Linked DNA regions of Gasterosteus aculeatus: region 1 is linked to region 2. A link is a contact called in public Hi-C data. All regions are on one chromosome and are shown on one strand. The core of a region is the stretch at or near the end of the contact, and the rest is flanking DNA. Distances in the headings are between cores, read along the strand shown.

Evidence for each region. A called contact is a pair of places that touch in the nucleus more often than the background predicts.
Region 1: a contact with region 2 is called in a Hi-C map of skeletal muscle, with 7 times the contacts expected there. The contact joins the enhancer-like site here to the promoter of foxd2 in region 2. A contact is called at or near these places in 5 of 6 Hi-C or Micro-C datasets (liver, skeletal muscle, tail fin and 1 more).

The regions. Positions count from the first base shown.
Region 1 is chr8:18,047,009-18,053,215 of fGasAcu3.hap1.1, reverse strand. No RefSeq gene overlaps it. Among protein-coding and RNA genes, the nearest start is that of trabd2b, 54 kb to the left of the region's middle. Within about 2 kb of position 3,050, at least 2 of the 9 cell types and tissues checked have open chromatin away from gene starts, as enhancers often do.
Region 2 is chr8:17,983,350-17,988,954 of fGasAcu3.hap1.1, reverse strand. foxd2 (forkhead box D2) reads right to left here and starts at 4,157. Exons shown (of 1, transcript XM_040185049.2): 1 at 1,609-4,157. The coding sequence starts at 3,524. The coding sequence ends at 2,418.

The DNA of each region.
Region 1 (6,207 bases), core at 1,801-4,300, 65 kb before region 2:
TGGAGAAAAACGTAACTTGATTGTGGGAGGAAAGAGATCTTAAACTTATTACGTTTAAAGTTTACACAATGGAAACCGGAGCGATGTTTTCCAGTCGAGCTCCGACGGCCCCAGATGTCACCCGGAGAAACACATCAGAGCTCGCATGAGAAAGGGCCACAACTCGATATGCCCTGGAACACTTTTTTTGGGGGGTGGAAACGGAAATGGTTGCATGACTGGAAGCGTAGGGGCAGATTTGCATGGATGGTAAATTTGGGCAGTTTGATGTAGATGAAGGGGGGACGATTTGAGGAGGCTCGACGGAAGCATGTGAAAAGTCGTACCCGTCAGTATGAATTATATCTTTCTGTTCTTGTCATAACTCAATCTCTTGCAACCCGTGAAGAATAAATAATGAATCTAGAATATTCTAAAACACTTAGTTGCCATGTTTTGTCGGCCAAAAAGAAAAAGTGTATTCTTGGAAGACGCCATAAATGGATTTTAACCTCAGCTAGGTGCAATAAAGTCTAAGAATATGAAGCTGCATCCAAAGTCCACTTAACCTACATTTTATTAAGAAAAAAAGCTGAAATTCTCCCTGTATACTTGACACAGAAAGAGGTGGAGTGACACGGCGCACTGCCTGTCTCAGAGGAGGTGGACAGACAGACAGAATACAAAGGGGTGGAGGAGGCTGTGTGTTTGACCATCAGTGTTTGCTTTCAGTCAGACGCCACAGCAGTCCCCCATCCAGTCACACACACACACACACACACACACACACACACACTTTCGCCTCGCTGACCCGCTCTCCTGAGGGACGCAGACCTCCACCCTCTAGAGGTCAGGGAGAAGGTGGAGGTCAAATGGGCTCTGATAAGTCCTGCTAATGGGACGGTGTCCGTGTGCGTGTCTCAATGGGCCTGTCGGGGGTCTGACCAGCTAACTGGGGCTAAGTGAACAAACACACGGCGCTGCAATGTGCCGGTCCACATGAGCACAGAATGCACACACACACACACACACACATATGCATGCATGCACACTCTTTAAGGTCAGAGCACAGGGTGAGAATTTTAAACGGCCAAGCTGGGGACATCAAATATTTTCCTTCCCATCACTATCAATCAGCGGAGCACCTGCCTGAAATCTTCAAGTGTGTGCGAGTGAGTTTGTGCACGCAGGAGGCGGCGTGGCTGAGGAACACATAGAGGCCTAGCTGACCATTACACGCCCAGTCAGACAGACCAGCGTGTACACAGACAGACAAGATAGACAGGGTGTGTGTGTGTGTGTGTGGGTGGGCGCCGGAAAAGCGTTTTAGGGGGGGCGGACCTCAGCCACTCAGATAGGGGGAGATCACCGCCTCGCCCTGCGTCTCTCACACCACCTCGTCTCCTTTTTGTGCGTTATCGCTCTCCTCCAGGTGTATCCAGGTAACTCCAAGGCCGCGGCGCTCTTAAAAGCCACGAAAGTCAAGGTAACGGGTAATTGCGGAATGGCACTCGTAAAAAAAAAACAGCCTGTTTGCCCACGGCAGAGCCGCGCCCCCCTCGCTTCGGCCGCCGAGAACGGAGAGAGGCAGGAAGCGACGGATCCTTGGACGAGGTCACACTTTTTTCTGCCCCATTCCGTCTACTTTCTTCCCCTTATTTAATCCCCACATCGACCCTCACTCGTCCTCGGCCCCTGCGTCCGCCTCCCTTACTTCCCCCTCCTGCCAGCCCTTTATACGGCAGTTCCTCTTATTTTTTATCATCTTCTTCCCCCACTCCGCCTCTCACCGTCTTTATCTCTCCCCCCCACCAGCGCCCATATATCTCAGACTTTATGAGTAACTCCGGCTCCCTCCCTCTTTTAATGTTTGATTCCAGGTGATAACAGGAGACCGGAGAGATGAGTTTGACTGCGCCGGTTAATGTGGTCAAAGGGCAATGGCCAGGCGGGGGGGGGGGGGGGGGCGCGAGGGGCCCGGGCGCCATCAGTCGGTCGGTCTGTCTGTCGGTCGGGTCGGTCCAAAGACAGAGAACCGGGCCGCGGTCCCCTTTTGGGCCCCTTTTCCGGGCCTGAGCCAGGAAAACACATTGAAGCAATTGTCCACACCCGCGCGATGAGTCATTATCTGACAATCTATCAAGATATTGATCAAGAGTTTGTGTATCTCTACCGTCACATGTACTTACCCTATGAACGGAGATAAGATTACCTCCTCTCTCTGCACACGGGCCAATAAACACGCCGGCCGGCTGCAAATACGCTGTGTGTATATTTGTACACATAAACGAAGCACGTTGTATACAGGCAAACATGTACGGCACACATGAATGGATGTGACCACACACACACACACACACACACACACACACATACAGTTCACTGTCAAACAGTCACAGTCTATCTCCTCACTTTCAACAATCACTTGTTTGTTTCACACTACAAACAAACAACTCACTCCGGCGCATAGTGGTCATTGACACGGACTCCACTCCGGCTCCTCCATCTTTTGCTCTCTTGTCCTCCCGAACCCCTTCTCCCTCTTTGTCCATCGCTCTCTCTTCCTCCCTCTGTCTCTCTTTGATTTCGTCCCTCGCCCTGCTCTGGCCATTATAAATTCATTGTATGCCGTGGTGGCTGATTGAAGTGATGGGCTGATTCCTCAGAGCTTCCTGCCTGATGGAGGGTGCTATAGCAAATAGCCCAATGGGTCTGTTTAGATAACACTGACCTCTCGCAAACCACCGCCACGTCTGCCGCGAGTGAGCTTTGTGGGATTCACTGTCATTCTCGACTGGAAGGACGAACGAGGGAGGGGGGGGGACATTGGAGGGGGGGAGATCGGGAAAAAAATGAAGAAAAGAAAGACGAGAGGTGGAAAGATATGGATGGGGGAGCCGGGGGTTAGAGAGGGAGAGTAAAGGGGAGATCTCGGGTGAGCAATGATTTGAAGCGTATTGTAAACTCCCACCTGCCCTCTCCATGAACAAAAGTGTTAGCCATCATCAGGGTGAATTGTGAGGGGAGACAAGAGGCCGCTGCGTTGGTCCCCCTGATCTGCATTCTGCCCGTTGGGGTTACCAGGGCAACGGGTACAGTACACCGAGGGCCGAGGAGGGGGCATGGAGAGGGCACTCACCCTTTTTCTTGGAAATGGATATTCATGTCTTTGTTCGGCAGGGGGTTACGATCGTGTCGATTATGAAGAAGAAAAAAAAAAGAAACAAAAAAGGAGAAAATCTTGTTTAAGCGGCACGGCCGGCGAGGCTTCACCCTGCCGGCAGACCAGCACCGATGCACCGGTGTTCACCGACAACATGCAAAGCACAAAAAAAACACCAAATATTTATTTTGTCTGGATATCATTTCTCGATTACAGAGACATTTGTTTCCCAGCGTTTGGCGGTAGTTTGTTCAGACGCATGTAGGAAGCATTTATCTGCGTCTATATCGGCAGGCCTTTGTTTTTAAGTGCCCACTTTATAATACACATCGGGACACACGTGCACCGTCTTGAAGTGCGCAATTAAAAAAATTATGTCCCTCGGCATTATGCAACGCTTTGCACACACCGTCTCCGTCTTAAGACGTCTCGGGTAACTGCGATGTATATATCTTTTGAATGGCTGCAGGGCTGTAAAACCTCATCGTAACTCCCGCATGTGACAAGATGTTTTGCAATCGCACCATTAAAAGCTATTGACAGAGCAAGGGGCCATATAGGACAGAGGAGGACAGGCAGCGGTTAGTGGAGGTGGCGCGCTCTCCTGCTCTCCTGACGCAGCACTGAAAACAAGGCATTCCTTACTGCAAGGAGTGCAGCTGCCCTAAGATAATGTTGTTCTTTAATTAAACTATCTCTGCCGTGTGCGCGAGCTGGGGAGAGAGGGCACGGAGGTATGGTAACCTCGCAAAACAATGCATGAGGAATTTGGAGTGTAGTGAGTTCTTTGTGTGACCGCGTTGTCTTGTGTGTGTGTGTGTGTGTGTGTGTGTGTAATTGGAAGTAGAAGTGTGTGGATTGATAACTTGTGCTTGTACACTTTCTAGACCGATCGCCAATTAAAACAAGCAGCCACGCCGCACAAAAACAAAACTGACTCTCGCTATCAGTTATGAATCAGCCATCAGAGCTCATTACAGGAATCAGGTGATCGACCTCTGAAGGGGTTTCGCTTTACACAATTAAAACCTGGAACCAAATACGGTCCAGATTAAACAGCCGCCACTGTGGTCTCAATGCGTTGTGAAATAAGACTTTCCGTTCATGCATTACCCTGATTATTGCATAATCACCATCACTAACTGGTTGATATATGTTAACTATATGTTTCATATAGTTTTTGTAGTTTTAATATATATTTAAACAAATAAAATAAAGTAATAATCTATATATTATAGTCTACATTATGTCTGTTTCAAACTATTTGCAGTATGCAAATTATCCCCTGATCCCGGAAAAGGGCTGAATTACATTTAGTCAGCAATAATCCAAAAGGCTTGACAGAGCTGCCTTATTTACTTCTTATAATTAGTAACAATATTATTGCAGGTGAAACCTACGTGCAGGCTAAATAGTCTCTTTATGAAATGACCATTCAGAAATCTCTTCATCAAAAAGCCTCATGTTGATCCACAACGGCTGAAATAGTCAAATATAAATAATTCAAACGTTGCTTAAGGTTGGTTTCCGAGGAGCACCGACACCGAACGGGCCGGTGGTCGCGGAGGGTAAACCGCGCTGCCGTCCACTCAAACGGGGCCGTGACGCGAGCGGGTCCACCGTCCCTGCACTTCAGCCTGCCGTCGCCAGGGGGGGGTGTGAGTGAAGAAGAATCAGAGGACGGAGAAGCGCAGGGAAATCGTTGGAGGGAAGAAGAAAAAAAGAAGTGAAAGTCACCCCTATAAAGAAGTGGATGAATAAATAAATAACATGTAGTGGGCAGAGGCAAGTAGCGAGCAAAGATAAGAAAATGTATATCTAAAATTGCCACGGTCTTAAACTATTTTATCTCACGTTTGGTTTTTCTTCGTGGTTCAACCAGTGAGAAAATTAATCGTATAATGGAAAGTGTATTTGGGGGGGGGGGGGGGGGGGGTCGCGTGAAAAAGAAAAAAAATGTCATTTAGGATTCAAGATTTTCCATTTGGCCGCCTGAAAGAGACTTAACGCCAATTGTCCCACTGGTCACCTCGATAGAATGCAAATGTGGAAGGTCTATAGGGGCCTGGTGCGGGAAAGCCATTGATTTGGGATGAATACAGTGGCTACTCTCAGGCTCTTCACAGTTATTAGGACTAATAGAGAAACATAAAATAGTGAGAGAGAGGCGCACAGATCCGCACAAATGCTCTAAATAGCGGCCTACTCCACAGGCCTCTCGGAGAGTTTGGCTTGCAATTTGCATTCCTTTGTGTGACAACTTGTAATCCTCCCCTCAGCATGCCAAGAAACACACAACAGATTTATTGTCCCGGTCAACAAATCGTTTAAGTCATCCCAAACCTATTAATGCCTAATGCAGTGGGACCCGACCCGACCCCCACCCGCCCCCTCCATGCACCGCCTCGTCGAATCGAAACCACCGGAGGATGTCCAACGCGGATCCGTGCTCGCGCCGGGTCCAGATCAAATAGATGGATGGACCGGATCCGGGAGGCGGGGGGCTTTGTTGGGGCCCCTATCCAGACAAGATGCACTTTATATCATTTGGGAGCAGCTTGGGAGGTTCAGCGGGACAGAGGCCGAGGCTCAGACGGCTCTGTGTCGGGCGGGTGGGGAGGTTTCCGCCGCCGAGGGGCCACACAGGCTGCGCCGAGACTTGCCAAGTGTTAACAGCGCATGTTCGTCCCAGCTAACCCAGAGTTTGATCCTTATTTTTACCCTCATGCATTCCTGTAAAACGCGCGAATCGAATGTCCAAATTGGGATTCATTCCCCGTTAGAATGAAGCCTTTCCGTGTTGTGGTTCATTTTTTATTCTCGCTCACCGTTTTTCAAACACGAGGCAGTGTCGCCATATCTTCAGTGAATCATCGCGCGTCATATTGTTTTTGGACAATGACCTCAGCATGGCAGTTGTTGCGTCCTGTTATTATATTTAATGGAGCGCGACCACATCCTCACGTGTCCGCAGGAAAACCATAACAACACAGTAGTTTGGCTCGTCTGTGGCAGGCGTGGACCGACTGCTGTCTGTTTGTTGGGGGGGGGGGGCAGACAGGACG
Region 2 (5,605 bases), core at 2,908-5,407:
ATGAGGACGAACACGGGGGGAAAAAAGGGAAAGGTCTCCTGGAGAGATGCGGCCCGGATGACTTGTTTTGGTGCATTTTCCATTGAAATCGGTTCAGCCTCAAATCGTCTATCCGTGTGTGCGCGTGCGTTATGCTTTTCTGTAGCAGTGAGTTTTATTGGCTTAGATTTCGTTCCTGCCGTTATTTAAACGTTCTTTAACCACCTCTGCAAACGCTTCATGTGGATTTTTAATGGACTGATGCGGTGCGTAATGACTCCCTGCCAGAGCGAGCGTGCACAGGAAAACTTCAATAGCCCGCTAAATGTTTTTTTTCCACCTCATTTACTCTGCAAATTATACATGCAGGATACCCATTAACACCCGCGGATACACTACAGGAGAAGCTCTAATCAAAATGATTTCCCAAATCCGAACTCAATATTTAGCAAATGTTCAATTTGCACCAACTGGGAGGAGAGAAGCGGAATAAAGGCTAAGTCCAGATAAAGAAAGTAGGCATGTGTTGGTTTTCGTTTCAAAGACGTTCAGCGAGCTGGGCTGAAGGAAAACAGAAGAGTCAGCCCCCCCCCCCCCCCCCCCCCCTCCTTCATCCTTAATAATCGTCTGTCAAAACACCCGCAAACTCATTTAACCATTTGCACACAGATCTGGTAAATAAAGGAGGCTTTACACCCCCTTCTGTCTGGAAACATGTGCTCCAACAACTCTGAAAAAAAGACCAATGGGCCTGTTTTCTGTAGCCGGACGAGTCCCACTGCTTCTTTTATACATATCCCGAGACAACACACGAAGACATGAAAGCGGAGCAAAACCGAGGGCCTTTAGAGAAGATTGCTTTTCAGGGGTCTAAATGTGTGTGGCTGGTCTCACAGGGGACCGCTCGCTGCGCGCACATTCACTCCGCTGGGCCAGGGGTCCGCACTGACAACATCAACAAACGGCCAAAAAAGCCGCATTATGGTGGATTAGGGAGCCTGGTGAAAAATGCTGCTACAAATTAGCAACGACAGCCCGAAAGACCGTGGGTATATCCTTGTTCACTTTCAATTACAGGCCGCCGAGGCCTGATAACGCCCCTATTCAGTTGGGGCCTTTGTAACTTGCTAGAAAATGGGTCCTTTACAAGCGAGCAAGAGCCACACAAGAGGAATACTTGCCCACTGTTGCGTGATATTCATGACTGTTGAATACATTGAGTCGTGTTTGAAATATTTCAACTGAATTTGGTGCATTTTTCACGCCTAACAAGAGTCCCGATTAACTGCATAAGAGAGTAATTTTTTGTTTTTCTTCTAATTGGCCGACGTCCACATAAATGCATTAGATTTATGAGCTGCAATGTGAATAGCCTATGTGTACATGTTAGGATTTTTACCAGAACGTGCCGATCAATTCAGTTAAATATTTTTACTGAAATAAATAAATTAAGCACATTTTAAATGAGCGGAAAGACGTTGACTCTCTTTGGTAAGTTGTTGTGTATTTTTTATTTTACATAATACGCATTCGATTTAATTCAACTCATGTGCTGCTTTTTTCAGTTTAGATATTTATTTATTTTTAACTCTGGGGAATCAACTCCGTGGAATAAAAATAAATTAACGATTTTGTTTTGTTCAAATTCACAAACGTTTATTATTCTTGTCATTACAACAAAAAATGACCTATGAACAATTAAGTGTCTCTTTCTTTCTATTGGCAACACAAGACATACGGTATGTTTTCACAGAGTAAAAATGTGAAATAACGAACAACAGTTAAAAGGTTGAGAGAGGTGTAATGCGCTCTTTTGTACCAAAACCACATAGCCTACGTGTCCACGGACGACATGAAATGACATTGTCACAAATTCACCACGTGGAGGAGGAGAATCACTGGAGGAAGGAGTGATAGTGGGATACGGCTATTCTTGTGTCAGAAGCCCCACTTCGTCTCCATGTGCTTAAAAACCTGAGTTTGCCGTCTCTATCAGCTCTATGTCAACAACAACAGTGCTATTTTTTTTTCACGACGCACAAAACAAAAACAACGTAAATCATAATAAAATTCTCAACTATCTAAAAAAGAAGAAGAAGAAAGAAAGAAAGTCAGAAATCATCCCCGTAGCCATGGGTGACACCTTTTTAACTTATAACAGGATCTTGTTTTTTCTCCTCCCCCCCCCCCCCATTGACAGATGGAGTCCAAGTCAGCACTGTTTAGAAAGACCTTTCTTGCATTTGTCTCAATATTATACACATATTTACACACCATAAATAAACCTTCCTCTCCTGTTACAAGGACCACAACACTCTTCGTTTTCACCAAGAATGCACAGCCTACCTTCACACAGGGCGAAGCCACACTAACTTCTAACTTTATAATAAAAGATTTTCATTCTTGAAATTTCGTTTAATATTTTTTTTCTTTTTTTCTTAGAAAGGACAAGTGTTCATATTTGGGGTTTTGCCGGAAAAAGTCTGTCCCTGTGGCCCGGCCGGTAATACGCTGTCCTGCGATAGGTTCAAATGGTTGGAAGCAGAGGCCAGTGCTGGGGTCAATATGGCCAGGATCTGAGCCTGGCTGCCCGGCTGCGCGCCGTAGGGAGAGGCGGGGGTGGAGTTGGCCGCACCGATGATATTGTCAATGGAGAACGAAGGCCGACTCGGGGTGCTCGAGTCCGTCTTGAGAGGCGGCAGGGACGCGCTTATTTGGGGATAAAACGGCTTTCTTAAATCGGTCCCTAAAAGGGACGGAAGGTGATGCGGCGCAGGGAATATGGAGCCCGATGAGGGCAAGGTGCACGGGGCGTTGGGGAACGGGAATGCACCACCCGTGTGGTGCGGGTGATACGGGTTATGGGCTGCGTGGAAGTTCTGCAGCTGGAGTCCATAGTTGTATCCGTACGGGCCGTATCCAAACCCGGGCAGAAAGCCGCCAGACTCCCGCAGGATTTCGTTAGTTTGGTGCCTCTTGAAGCGCTTCCTCCTGCGCAAGAAGCTGCCGTTGTCGAACATGTCTGCGGAATCCGGGTCGAGGGTCCAGTAGTTGCCCTTCCCGGGGTTGCCGGGCTCTCGGGGGATTTTCACGAAGCAGTCGTTCAGGGAGAGATTGTGTCGGATCGAGTTCTGCCACGCGGGGAATTTCTCCCGGTAGTAAGGGAATCTGCTGCTGATGAACTCGCAGATCTCGCTGAGGGTGAGGCGCTTCTTGGGGCTCTGCAGGATGGACATGGTGATCAGGGCGATGTAAGAGTACGGGGGCTTCACCAGGGCGCCTTTCCTAGATTTCTCCCCGATGGCGGTGCCGACCTCCGCGCTGGAACCCATCTGGTCGGACGGGCAGTCGGAGCTGCTGAGCCCGGGAGAAGAACCCCTCTCGGCCGCGTTCTGGGAGTAATTATCGTCCGAGTCATTGTCCAAGTTGAAGTCGTGGTGGATGTACTTTCCGTCCTTCCCCACGGATATATCACCCCCAACCACATCGATGTCCACGTCTTCGGACAATGCAGAGCTGTCGGACATATCCGTCCCCAAAGTCATCCTCGGAGACGCCGCTTCTCTTCCCCTTTTCTCCCAGATTTCCTCCTCCTTCTAGGCTGGCGAGGCTACTCTCCCTCTCCCCCCTCCCTTCCCACCAGTCCCCCCTCCTCCCCCCCCCCCTCCCCTTACAACCACACCAGGCGTTTGCGGCAGCTTTATCCCAAACTACTGAATGCACACATGGCTAAAATCTATTGAAAAGATAAATAAGTCTTTGACCTGTGGATCTGGCGACTCCTGGTCGTCCCGAGGCTGGTTCAAGCGGGGCCGTGTGAGCTTCTCATCGAGCAGACAACTTCTGGTTTTTACAGGCGTAAAAAGCAAACAGTCAAAGATCATCGATCTTGCGCCGATCTGGGATTGTGACTTCCGGAGTCGAGGCTGTTTCCGTCTGCGATCAGTTTGTCCCGTGTAGCGCGTTTGGAAAGCTACTTCTGGATCTCCACGATTCTTTCCAAAATGTCTTTTACGCACGGGGTTGGGTAGGCATCCAGCCCGACTGTCACACTATCTTCTTCAGCTTTCAAAAGGCATTTATAGGACCGCGCTGGTCACGTGGTCTTTGAGTCACTGTTACCAGGAACTGGACGGAATTGCCTTGCAAAACGCAATATTTTGATCTTCTCTTGAATCACTGGAATGTTCTTTGATTAAAAACAACTTAACAAAGAAATAACGGAAACACATCAGTTGTCCCTCTGCATATGATCTTATTTGGAGAATTAAAATAGTTAATTACTTGTTGGATATCTCACTTATTGTTTTCTTAATAAATAGTTAAAATATATATTAATAAAGAAAAAAGCACGTTTATGATTGAAAATAGTTTTGAAAAATGTTTCACCGATAACACAAAGATGCAATTTCTCATTTAATTATTGAAATGCGGTTTATTATGGAACACAAGGTTGCCCGATTAAATTGACTTTTAGTTTTTCTGTAGTGCATAAGAGATCTGATCTCTGGTGATGTGATTGGGCTCTTTATAATAAAGCACATATCGGTATTTACCCAATAATGCAAATGTATATTTAGTCAAATCAAAGTAATATTTGTTTTATATATATATATATTACGTTAAAAGAATGTTCTAAAAACGTCCCAGAAATGCACTTAAAGCTCAGAGCGGTCTTCAAAGAAAGATATCATTTGATTTAAAGTTTTAAAAGCTATTAATAAAAATACTAACAATAATGCATGTATTCATCAAAACATGCATTTATTATTTTAAGTATTATTATTATTATTTGTATTTTAATTAAAAATAAAATAGACACAATGTTTGCCCTTAATTGTAATGTAAAGCTCATAATAAATATCGTTAAACAGGCCTATTATAATTAGTCTTCTAATTAACAAGTCTAGTTTTTGTTCAGACATTTTGACCCGTTACATCAGTTTTGGTTCAAGGTGTTAAATCAACAGGCGGAGCTCTTTATTATGTCCCTTCTGATAAATTGGCTGATTTTTTTTTTGGGGGGGGGGGGGGGGGGGGGGTGTTGAAATCCTTCCTCAAAGGTTTTGGCCAGCCGCCTAATTCCTTGACCACTTCCCACCGGTTGTGTGTTTCCCTTTTCAAAACGTCCCAACACACTATCTGCATGTTCTGCATATTTCACGACAGCACATTGGAGTCAGTGGTTCGATGCAACCTGCTTCTCTTTGTCCTGCTCAGCAGTGATGACGACGTGTAACGTGTGTGTATTGTGTGCAGAGACACACTGTTAACGTCACGCGCGTGCATCTCCAGCACCACGGTCCTCTAATTTTCACATCGAGGCTGGAGTTTCATTCTAACCTCCGACACGATCTGATTCGTGAGTTTCTTATTACGTTATTGGTCTTTTCTGGAGGTGAAGGGGTGAAGCAGGTTTTGTCTGACATGTCACAAGTCTGACTGCGGCCGAGCCACATGACGCGTTACTTTCTCCACAAGTCTCACAAGCAGACATATTTTATAATGGTTTTTTTTAAATCATTATTTAAATTTGATTTCAATTCAAAATCCAAACCCTTTGGAGCCGGCTAACTCTTAAGTGCGTTGGTTTATGTTTTTTTTTCATATTTTCATATTTACATGT